2 separate regions of the Mus musculus genome follow, and region 2 is linked to region 1. The links are chromatin contacts, called in public HiChIP or PLAC-seq maps. All regions are on one chromosome and are shown on one strand. The core of a region is the stretch at or near the end of the contact, and the rest is flanking DNA. Distances in the headings are between cores, read along the strand shown. Region 1 overlaps Map3k5 (mitogen-activated protein kinase kinase kinase 5). Region 2 overlaps Map7 (microtubule-associated protein 7).

Evidence for each region. HiChIP or PLAC-seq counts read pairs in DNA pulled down with a chosen protein or histone mark.
Region 2: an H3K27ac HiChIP or PLAC-seq map of microglia shows a contact between it and region 1, with 4 times the contacts expected there. The contact joins two enhancer-like sites. A contact is called at or near these places in 1 of 115 datasets of contacts at active chromatin or transcription factors (microglia) and 1 of 9 other capture datasets (liver).

Annotation. Positions count from the first base shown.
Region 1 is chr10:20,001,860-20,006,323 of GRCm38.p6, forward strand. All of the region lies in intron 2 of Map3k5 (mitogen-activated protein kinase kinase kinase 5), which reads left to right. Among named protein-coding and RNA genes, the nearest start is that of Map3k5, 70 kb to the left of the region's middle. Within about 2 kb of position 2,077, at least 45 of the 459 cell types and tissues checked have an H3K27ac peak or open chromatin away from gene starts, as enhancers often do. A contact at or near this core is called in microglia, where this site is marked.
Region 2 is chr10:20,265,355-20,269,818 of GRCm38.p6, forward strand. It overlaps Map7 (microtubule-associated protein 7), which reads left to right. Exons shown (of 18, transcript NM_001358787.1): 9 at 1,382-1,497; 10 at 1,769-2,022; 11 at 4,006-4,234. Among named protein-coding and RNA genes, the nearest start is that of Gm48249, 19 kb to the right of the region's middle. Within about 2 kb of position 2,212, at least 48 of the 459 cell types and tissues checked have an H3K27ac peak or open chromatin away from gene starts, as enhancers often do. A contact at or near this core is called in microglia, where this site is marked.

The sequences.
Region 1 (4,464 bases), core at 827-3,326:
GGTATGTAAAAGCCAGTGTGGTGTCTGAGATCACCCATTTCCTCCGGGAAACCGGCTTTGAGCTTCATGAGGACTTTTGAGAATCATCTCAGTCTTCCAGTTTCCAAATCAAAGTCAGCCTTGGGGTAGGGCCTTAGAAGCCAGAGCATGGCTTAACAGCTCTGTCAAGGCCTCCAGCCAAAACTCCATGCAAAAATCTTAACACCATCTTGCCTTTATCTGAGCACTACAGCACTCGCGTGGCCTGGATGGCCTGCAGCTTCATTAAGCAAACATATTTAACTTCCTGCCAGACGACCATTGTTCTGCATGTGAGAGCCATAGCCCAGCTCAGCCCTAGGACATCCACTCCTACTCTAGCTCTGCTCCCCCCCCCCCCCCCCCCATCCCCAGCCCTTTGGGAAACCTCTCTCAGTTTTCTTTCAAGTTGGCTTTGTCTTCCTGCAGGCTAATCTATACCTGTGCTTCTCTAGTTCTGCTCCGTCCGCCCTTGGTGAAAGAGTCAGGCAGCTTCATTCATTCTTGGTCTTCGTTTGTCTTGGACTCAAACTCCTTTTGTGTTTAAATTGAGCTCTTTGGTTGATTGGAATTGATTTTTTTTTCTTTTGAAGTGTGATAGATTATGAGCTGAATTTCATTTTTCTACCTGTGGACGTCTGCTTTCTGCAGCACCATTTATTAAGCTGTAGGCTTTTCTTCAGTGTGTTTTTGACATCTTTGACAAGTATCAGATGGCAGTGATTACCGTGGAGGACAGAGGATGCCCTCAGGGAATTCTCTACCAGAGAGAGAGAGAGAGAGAGAGAGGGGGGGGGGGGGAGGCTCCAGGAATTAGCCTATGTCCATTTTATTTCTAAGTGCTGAGATGGTATACCATCTTACCTGGCTTTTTTGTTTGTTTGTTTTTTATAGGCTCTGGGGCATGAACTATAGTCAGCATAACCCAGATTTCTTTTTCTTTTTCTTTCTTTTTTTTTTTTTTTCTTTGAGACAGGGTTTCTCTGTGTAGCCCTGGCTGTCCTGGAACTCACTCTGTAGACCAGGCTGGCCTCAAACTCAGAAATCTGTAGACCAGGCTGGCCTCAAACTCAGAAATCCACTGCCTCTGCCTCCCAAGTGCTGGGATTAAAGGCATGCACTACCACTGCTCAGCTACAACCCAGATTTCTTATTCAGACTGTTTCTAGTCAGGTCGTTCAGTTGCAAAGGGTGGAAATAATACAGAGCAATTTCTGTAGCCTCAGTTTCCTGAGCTCTGTGCTACTGAGAAAAGCTGTCCTTGTGCAGGGGCCGCTGGCAGCTTAACTTTGTTTCTAGTTTGCAGTAAGTGTGACTTCGACAGAAAGGAGAGCTGCAGGGGACAAAAGCAGCCATTTAAACAGTGCATCAGGGAAGAGGAAGAGAAACCACAAAGAGCTGGTCCCCCCTCCCTGGCTCTCTCCCTGGCTCTGCTTAGACATGGACCAGCCTTGGACACCAAGGAGAGTGCAGCTGAACCCGCTTCAGTTGCATTTGCTCCTGGGTTAGAAGTGGCGATGCCAATGCAGCAGTGAATTCTCAAAAACAGATCATAGGAGAAAGACTTTTAAAGATGTAGGCTCCTCAAAACCCAATTTTAAAAACCTGTAAAAATTCTTTAAGATCAATGGCTGAGTTATTTAAAAGGATAATTAGAATCTAATCATGTCATGTATTTGCGTAAAATTTTATAATTATTTATATTTGTATTGTATAGTGTTTTCATACGGTATACCTGATCACTGTTTCCACCTCCCCAGTCCTTCTGTCTCCTCCCTACCTCCCCACTCACCCGCCTCCACACCCTTTCCTTCTCACTGTAGAAAACAGGCAAACAAAGCAAACAGAAACACATACACATAGAACAAGCATGCAAAAAACAAGCCCATAAAAGCACAAAATCAGAATCCACAATGTTCAAGCAAAAGTCCAATGAGAAAAAAAAGTCCAAAACCACCTCTATGAGACACAAAGTGTACACAAATAACATTGCGTCCATTTTGTGCTGTCTACTGCTGAGCACAGGGCCTGCCCTTCAGTGTGGTTATTATACCCAGGAGAAATAAGCTATGTTTAAGAAAAAAGTTTTTGCTTTGAGAAAGGGAAGTTGACTTTCTCTGGGATGGTAACGACATTTTCACAATTTTCTTTAAATAGCATGTGAACTTCAAGTATCTATTAGTACTTACGGACAAGACTCTTCTGCTGAGAGTTCTGACTTATTTCCTGCATTTAAAATGGTCAGGGATCACTCAGTGTGTGGAGCAGACGTCTGGACCCCACAGGCTCCCTGGCTGTGGAGCAGATGCACGCCTCAAAAAGAAGTCCCTCCTCATCTCCAACAGCATGATAACTGAGTCTCCCAAAACAGAAGGAGGCAGACAACAGATTGTAGGAAGAGGCATACATATTTAATAATGTGCAAGCACCCAGGATCACACAGAATGTAAAATCAAAGAAGGGCCCAGAGTTAAAACATAAATATTTTCTTCATGGGAGAAGGGAGTAGGGGCATGTTTAGTTTTAGAGGAGGAGTGGATGGGTTTTTTTCCATGTGTGTGTGTGTGTGTGTGTGTGTGTGTGTGTGTGTGTGTGTGTGTGTGTGTGTGTATGTATGTATGTATGTGTGTGTGTGTATGTGTGTGTGTGAGAGAGAGAGAGAGACAGAGAGAGAGAGACAGAGAGAGAGAGATAGAGACAGAGAGAGAGGGAGAGAGAGAGATGCTTGGGTGTATATGCATATCTTTACATTGTGAACATGTATATGGATGCTTGCACATAGGTTCAGTGTGCATATAGAAGCCCAGGGTTGATGTATACATTTTTTCATTGAGGTAGGATATCTCAGTGAAACCCAAAGCTTGTTAGCAACATTGGTCTTGCTACTTAGAAACAGCAATCACAGGTGGGCTGTGCTCACCCGGCACACATGTAGGTTTCTGGGGATCTGACCTGAGGTCCTCAAACTTAGATGGCAAGCCCTTTAACCTCCAAGCCTCTCCTCTGCCTGGGATGGTTATCAGTGTTTTGGTTTTCTGTGCAGGATATTCACCCCAGGGCATGATGTTGCGCCCAAGTACTCTGTCACTGAGCTGCATCCAGGGCATTGAATGACACATACGTTTAGGGGTGATAAATAGGCCTAAGAACAGACATTCACCTGGGCTCCGAATGTGCCATGTGGTTTCAATTCTAGACTTTCTTACTGCTCATTGATCTTCTAGAGGAGCTGGCTTTTTAAATAGATAAGGACATTGGGGGTGGGGTGGGGAGAGGTGGAGGTGGGAGTGCACTCCAGAGAGGGAGAGACAGACAGACAGACACAGGGACAGAAACAGAGACATAGAGAGACAGACACAGAAGTGCGCGTGCGCACACACATACATACACACACACACACACACACACACACTAAGGTCAGAGAGACCTTGGTTCTGAGACTACCTTTTAGTTCAGAGTGCCCAACATAGCATGTTACTCTGGGATATTGTTTCTCTGGGTCCCAACAACCATTTCTTTCATCACCAGCAATTCTATTAAGATAAAACCCGTAGCCCCTGTGCTTCTTGTCTTTCTCCTTCCCTTCATCTGAGGACACCTCCTACCCACATTGGATCTGCTTGTACAACAGAGTAGAATGAAGAAATAAACAAACACTGATGAGCAGCATAAGATGGTTAGATGCTAAAGGCTCTCATAGATGCCTGGGGTGTGGACCAGTTACCAAGAGCTGCCTCTGCAGCCCTGCACCAAAACCAAAACCAAAACTGAAACCCAGAAACCCACTTGTAATCCAGGCAGCGCTGTGGTAACCAGGAGGGTAACCAGGACATTCTCCCGGCGGCAGCGAGATACATTGGCACAACTTCTAAAAGAGCAGTTTGGCAATGACTAATAACATCCTGAGATGGGACAGTTTTGACCCTGGATATGTATCGTAGAAAACATGGCTCACACAAGTAAGGAAATACCATCAAGGAGTTCTATGTAACGTAGTTTATAATTCTCCTTCTCTGCAAAGGAAAGAGTAAATACCTACTAGGGGAATGACTAAATACCTTGTGGTAGTTATTTAATGGACTACTATAGAGCTCTTAAGGTGGGTCAACTAGAATGCTACAGATGTACATCGGTATATTTTATGGTCATATGTGAAATCATAGTATATGTTTAAGGCATCGTAGCAGCTATCTAAAATATAATGTGCATGACTATGCATCAAATGTTTGCATTAGGGATGGGTAGAAGTGTGCTTGGGAATTGAGAATAATTACCTGTTAGGAGAGGGATTGAGGTGAGGGGTAAGAAGTCACATCTCTGATGTAATGTAAGTTTAGGGAGTACACAGGGGAGGCACATGCTCATATTTTAGACATTTTATATTGAAATACTTGATAATTAACAGTTCTGAAGGAAATGATTGTCTATGCCTATGTACGCCAGGAT
Region 2 (4,464 bases), core at 962-3,461, 260 kb after region 1:
ACTTTGCTACTTTAGCATCTCCCTTAGGAAGAAAGGTGGTCCCTCCTCCCTAGTTCCAGTCTTCCCGATGCTTGTCTATCTACCACTGAGGAGGGAACCCATCTAGTAGCTGCGCCTTTTACCACCCAGAGACTGCACCCGTCCTTCAAGGCCCCACCTGCCTTTGAGGAGTCAGTTGGGGCAGAGGGTGGCCTTGCAACTGGGTTGATCCAGACATGGCCCCCACAGCCATGGGAGGATCTTCTTTACCCTCAGTTCTTCTGTGGTAGGAACTCAGCAGAGACAGTGGAGACATCAGAGGTTTCCTCCACTGGTAGCCCAGTCAGCCAGCCCGGAAGGTGGGAGAAGCAGTTTGAGGAACTCAGTAGAGAAGGAGCGGGAGCACTGTGATTGTTCACTGGCAGCCTGGCTGGGTGACATCTACCTGTCCCTGGTTCCTTGTACTGGATTAGCCAGAGGTCCCCGGCTAGCATCCTCCTCGGTCCTCTCTTCTCACCCCGTATCTCCTCCTCCCTCCCTTCCTCAGCCTGAGATTCTTCAAACACGGAGCTTCCTCTTGCTCCCTTCTGTTTTCTCCCCACTCTTGCCTTTTGACTTCAGAACCTTGGAACACATCTCTGGTCTTCTCTTCCTACGTTTGGCCAGATCTCTGGCTGAGCGCTAGGCAGTCATCATGGAGGGCTGGTGTCTCCGCTCACTGTTGGAGCTCTTTCTAGGAACACACGACCTACACTTCCTCACCTGAGCCCCACTTTCCTTGTAGAGTAAGGGGACCCTTATGTAAGGACTTATCTACAAAAGTCACATAAAAGGTGACCGTGTATCTGAAATACCAGACATGTGAGTAAATGATGGAGCGATGGTATATTCCAAAACAGAAGAGAACTGCTAAAGAATAGAAAAGTAGAACATGTGCTTAAAAGTAGTGTGGCTCAGTAGTAGGGCACTTGCCCAGTATGACGCCTGAGGTTTAATCCTCAGTATGGCAAAAAGAAAAATGACAAAATTTAAAACAAAAGGAACATCTGTAGAGATAAGGTAAAGTAATTCCAGGTAATGTTAGACAGAAAGCAAAGGTGCTTTTTAAAAGTTTATACTTTTTTGTTGTTTGTTTATTTTTTTTGAGATTATAATTACATCATTTCCCCCTTTCCTTTACTCCCTTCCAACCATCTCTCAGATCTTCTTTATCCTGCCATCTGTGTTGGCTCAGTTATGTACTGTTCGATTGTTAGCAGACAGGCGCCTTGTCCTGCAGTGGCGTGGATATATGACGTAGTTTAGAAGTTGTCTTAAATTCTTAAAAACACTAAGTGGTCTGTAGTTTGTCGTTGGATATCGTTAATATGAAAATTCTAATTACTGAGTTTCTCTGAACCAGAGCCATAAAAGAGAGCGAGAAAGAGAACACGTTCCCTTCCACGTTTCCCCGGGCGCCCGCAGGACTCTGTCTCCATCTAATCTCAAAGCGAGGTCACCGGCTCCAGCCCGCCTTTGGTGAGTGTGGCGGAGGTGCATGGGAAGGCCCACCATGGAGAATTAGCTTCTGTCCTCACTGCTTGCCTTTGACTTTGGGGACCGCAAGCTGTCTTTTAGCAAAAGGAGAAAGGATCGTTGAGCTGAGTCTCACTAGCCACTCCTTTTCCACATTTATCACAAACAGAAAATCCTCCTATCAGAACGTCTGCTTGGTTTTACATGTGTGGGTGTTCTGGGGTCTGGTAAGATGATCCTGACCTACTCATTGTCTTTGTCTTCTTTGGCCCAGGCTCCCATCCAAGTCCATGCCTCATCTGCCTGGTACTCCCCGGCCTGCATCCTCCTTGCCTCCCGGCTCAGTCAGAGCTGCTTCCGCTCAGGCCCCCTCCTCCTCTCCTGGCAACATCCGGCCTGTCAAGAGAGAAGTGAAAGTGGAGCCTGAGAAGAAAGACCCTTTACCCGCAGTAAAGAGCAGGGTGCCATTAGTGAAGGTAGAGGAGGTCACAGTCGAAGAGGGGACACCCGTGAAGCCACCTGAGCCTGGTAAGAATGGACCAGCTGGTGCTGGGATGTGGGCCGGTGTTCTCTGTGCTCGCCCTGTTCATGAATGGTTTTATTTAACTCCTTTTTCACTCCTGGGTATTGGAAATTCATATTCTCACTCTTTCTTTTCTCCTCCCCTTTCCCCTCTCTCCTCTCTCCTCTCTCTCCTCTTTCTCTCTCTCCCTCCCTCCGCCCCTCCTTCTCTCTTCTCTTTCTCTCTTCCCTCACCACTCTGTACTGTGAGTGCACTGCACTGTGTGGCCAAGGGTGACCTTGAACTTCTTATCCCTTTTGTTTCCTCCTCCCCAGTTGCTCGGATCCCAGGTCATCAGGCCTGGTTTGATGGCGCCTTGACATTAGACTACTTGGGCTCTGAGCATGCCAGGCAAGCACTCCAAGCTGCTTCCCCAGCCTAACCTGTATTTTTGAGAAGATTTTCAAAGGATTTCTAAAAATATTAAACTGATACCTCCAGAATTTTTCAAACTACAAATCCCTGGCCTTACCTCAGATCTACTGGATCAGACTCTGTGCTCAGGGATGAAAGCACTTTCACACTGGATTTGAGGACCACTGGTTTAGCGTAGTGTTACACAGAGATCGGAAGACCTAGCAGTTGTCTTCTGTGAGATCAGTCAGTGTTGTTTGGAGTCACCGAGAACTAGGAATTCAATATTTTCTTGCTGAAAATTATTTTCAATTTGAGGTCTGAGGGTGGGAACCAAGGGCGAGTTACAGTATTGGGATGGAGGAAGAGCCCAGTGTCGGCTTCACTCCAGAGGGAGAGAAGGACCCAAACCAGCAAAATGCTAGGAAAGACTGGGCTAAGCCTGTCGTTCTTGCTGGTAATCCTAGCTATGATGGAGGCTGCAGCACACAGATCTCAAGTTCAAGGCTCGAGATGAGCAACTTGGTGAGACTGCTCTGTGTTAGGGCACTTGCTCAGCATGCATGAGGTTTTAGGTTCAATCCCAAAGGAAAAGGAGAGAGGCAGAGAAAGCTGTGGACTGAGTCAGACTGTAATCTTGAAAAGGAGGGTCTGGGAATGACGTCTCCAGTGCCACCCGTCATGCACAGTCACGACGAGACCTCTCAAGGACCATTTTCAGTCGTCCTAAATCTCTAAACACAGTTGAAGAATGTTTTCCCAAAGCAATCTTAGGGACAGATGTGTGGCAGCTAGCGTGCCTGTCCCTGACAAGGCTATTGCTTCCTTGTGTCTAGGGTCTCAAGACAGCTCTGGGTAGAATCTTTTGAGACACAGTCTCACCGTGTATCTCAGGCTGTCTCCCAAGTGCTGAGATTACAAGTGTGTGCCACCGCACCTGTGAGAAGAGAGGACACTTAGCACAGTTATAATGGCGCACACCTGTGATCCCAAGTCAGGCAGTTGGAGCAGGAAGATCATGGACTGGCTCTGAACAAGCCCTAACTACACAAAAATCCTGTGTCCAAAAAGGGAAGGTGGGGCTATTTTAAACCTTAACCAAAATAAATAAAAAGAGCCTCTCCGTTGAATGCCACCTGCCCAGCCAGAGTCCTGGGTGTGACCTGGGTGCTAACGATGCCCATTAAAAAAGGCTTTGATGCTGTACTAAGTCACTAAAGCACAGAGATGCTTATAATAAAAAGCAAATGGAGAACCTCGCCTTCATTCTGCTCGGAATAGGGCTTCCCACAGACCCTGCCACAAGCCCTTGATGCACACTTGGTAGATGCTGCCGATTTAACTGCTGTGAAAATAAGACTTGGTGACAGAGTGTGAGCTGTGGTGGACGTCTCAGTTACTCATGCAGTTTTGTTATTGGTTGCTTGGCTACAGATAGACAGAATATGGTGAAACCGTGAGAACACACACTGGTGCGTGTTCCCTTCTCTTTAAGAGTGATGAATCCCAGGCCTGGGGCGTGGGGAATGCCAGTTTCTGTTTTGTTCCTTGGGTTTTTGTCCCACTTGCTTTTCTCCTTGAACCTATTTGTACAGCTGCTCCAGCCTCGGCCCCCATTGCAACCCCAGCCCCTGCTCCAGCTACGGACCCGGCCCCAGTCCCTGCACCATCATCCACTGTGACTGTCGGTGTAGTTCCTAAGACTTCTGCAGGCACCACCGACCCAGAGGAGGCTACGAGGTTGCTGGCTGAGAAGAGGCGTCTAGCCAGAGAGCAGAGGGAGAAGGAGGAACGGGAGAGGAAGGAAAAGGAAGAGCTGGAGAGGTAAAGGCTGTCAGCGCCCTAAGCCAGAGAAGGCACTGGGCTCGGGTTCCTCCTGCTCCCCTTCAGTGTGAAGTGTGAAGGTGACAGTCCTTTGCCATCCTTGGTCTATTGATGTTGGGTATGGAACCTAGGACTTATCCCTGCCAGGCAAACACTCTATCGACCAAGCTACATCCCCAGACTATTTTTAAAATCCAATTTTCTTCTGAAAAGCAACATATCAACACAGA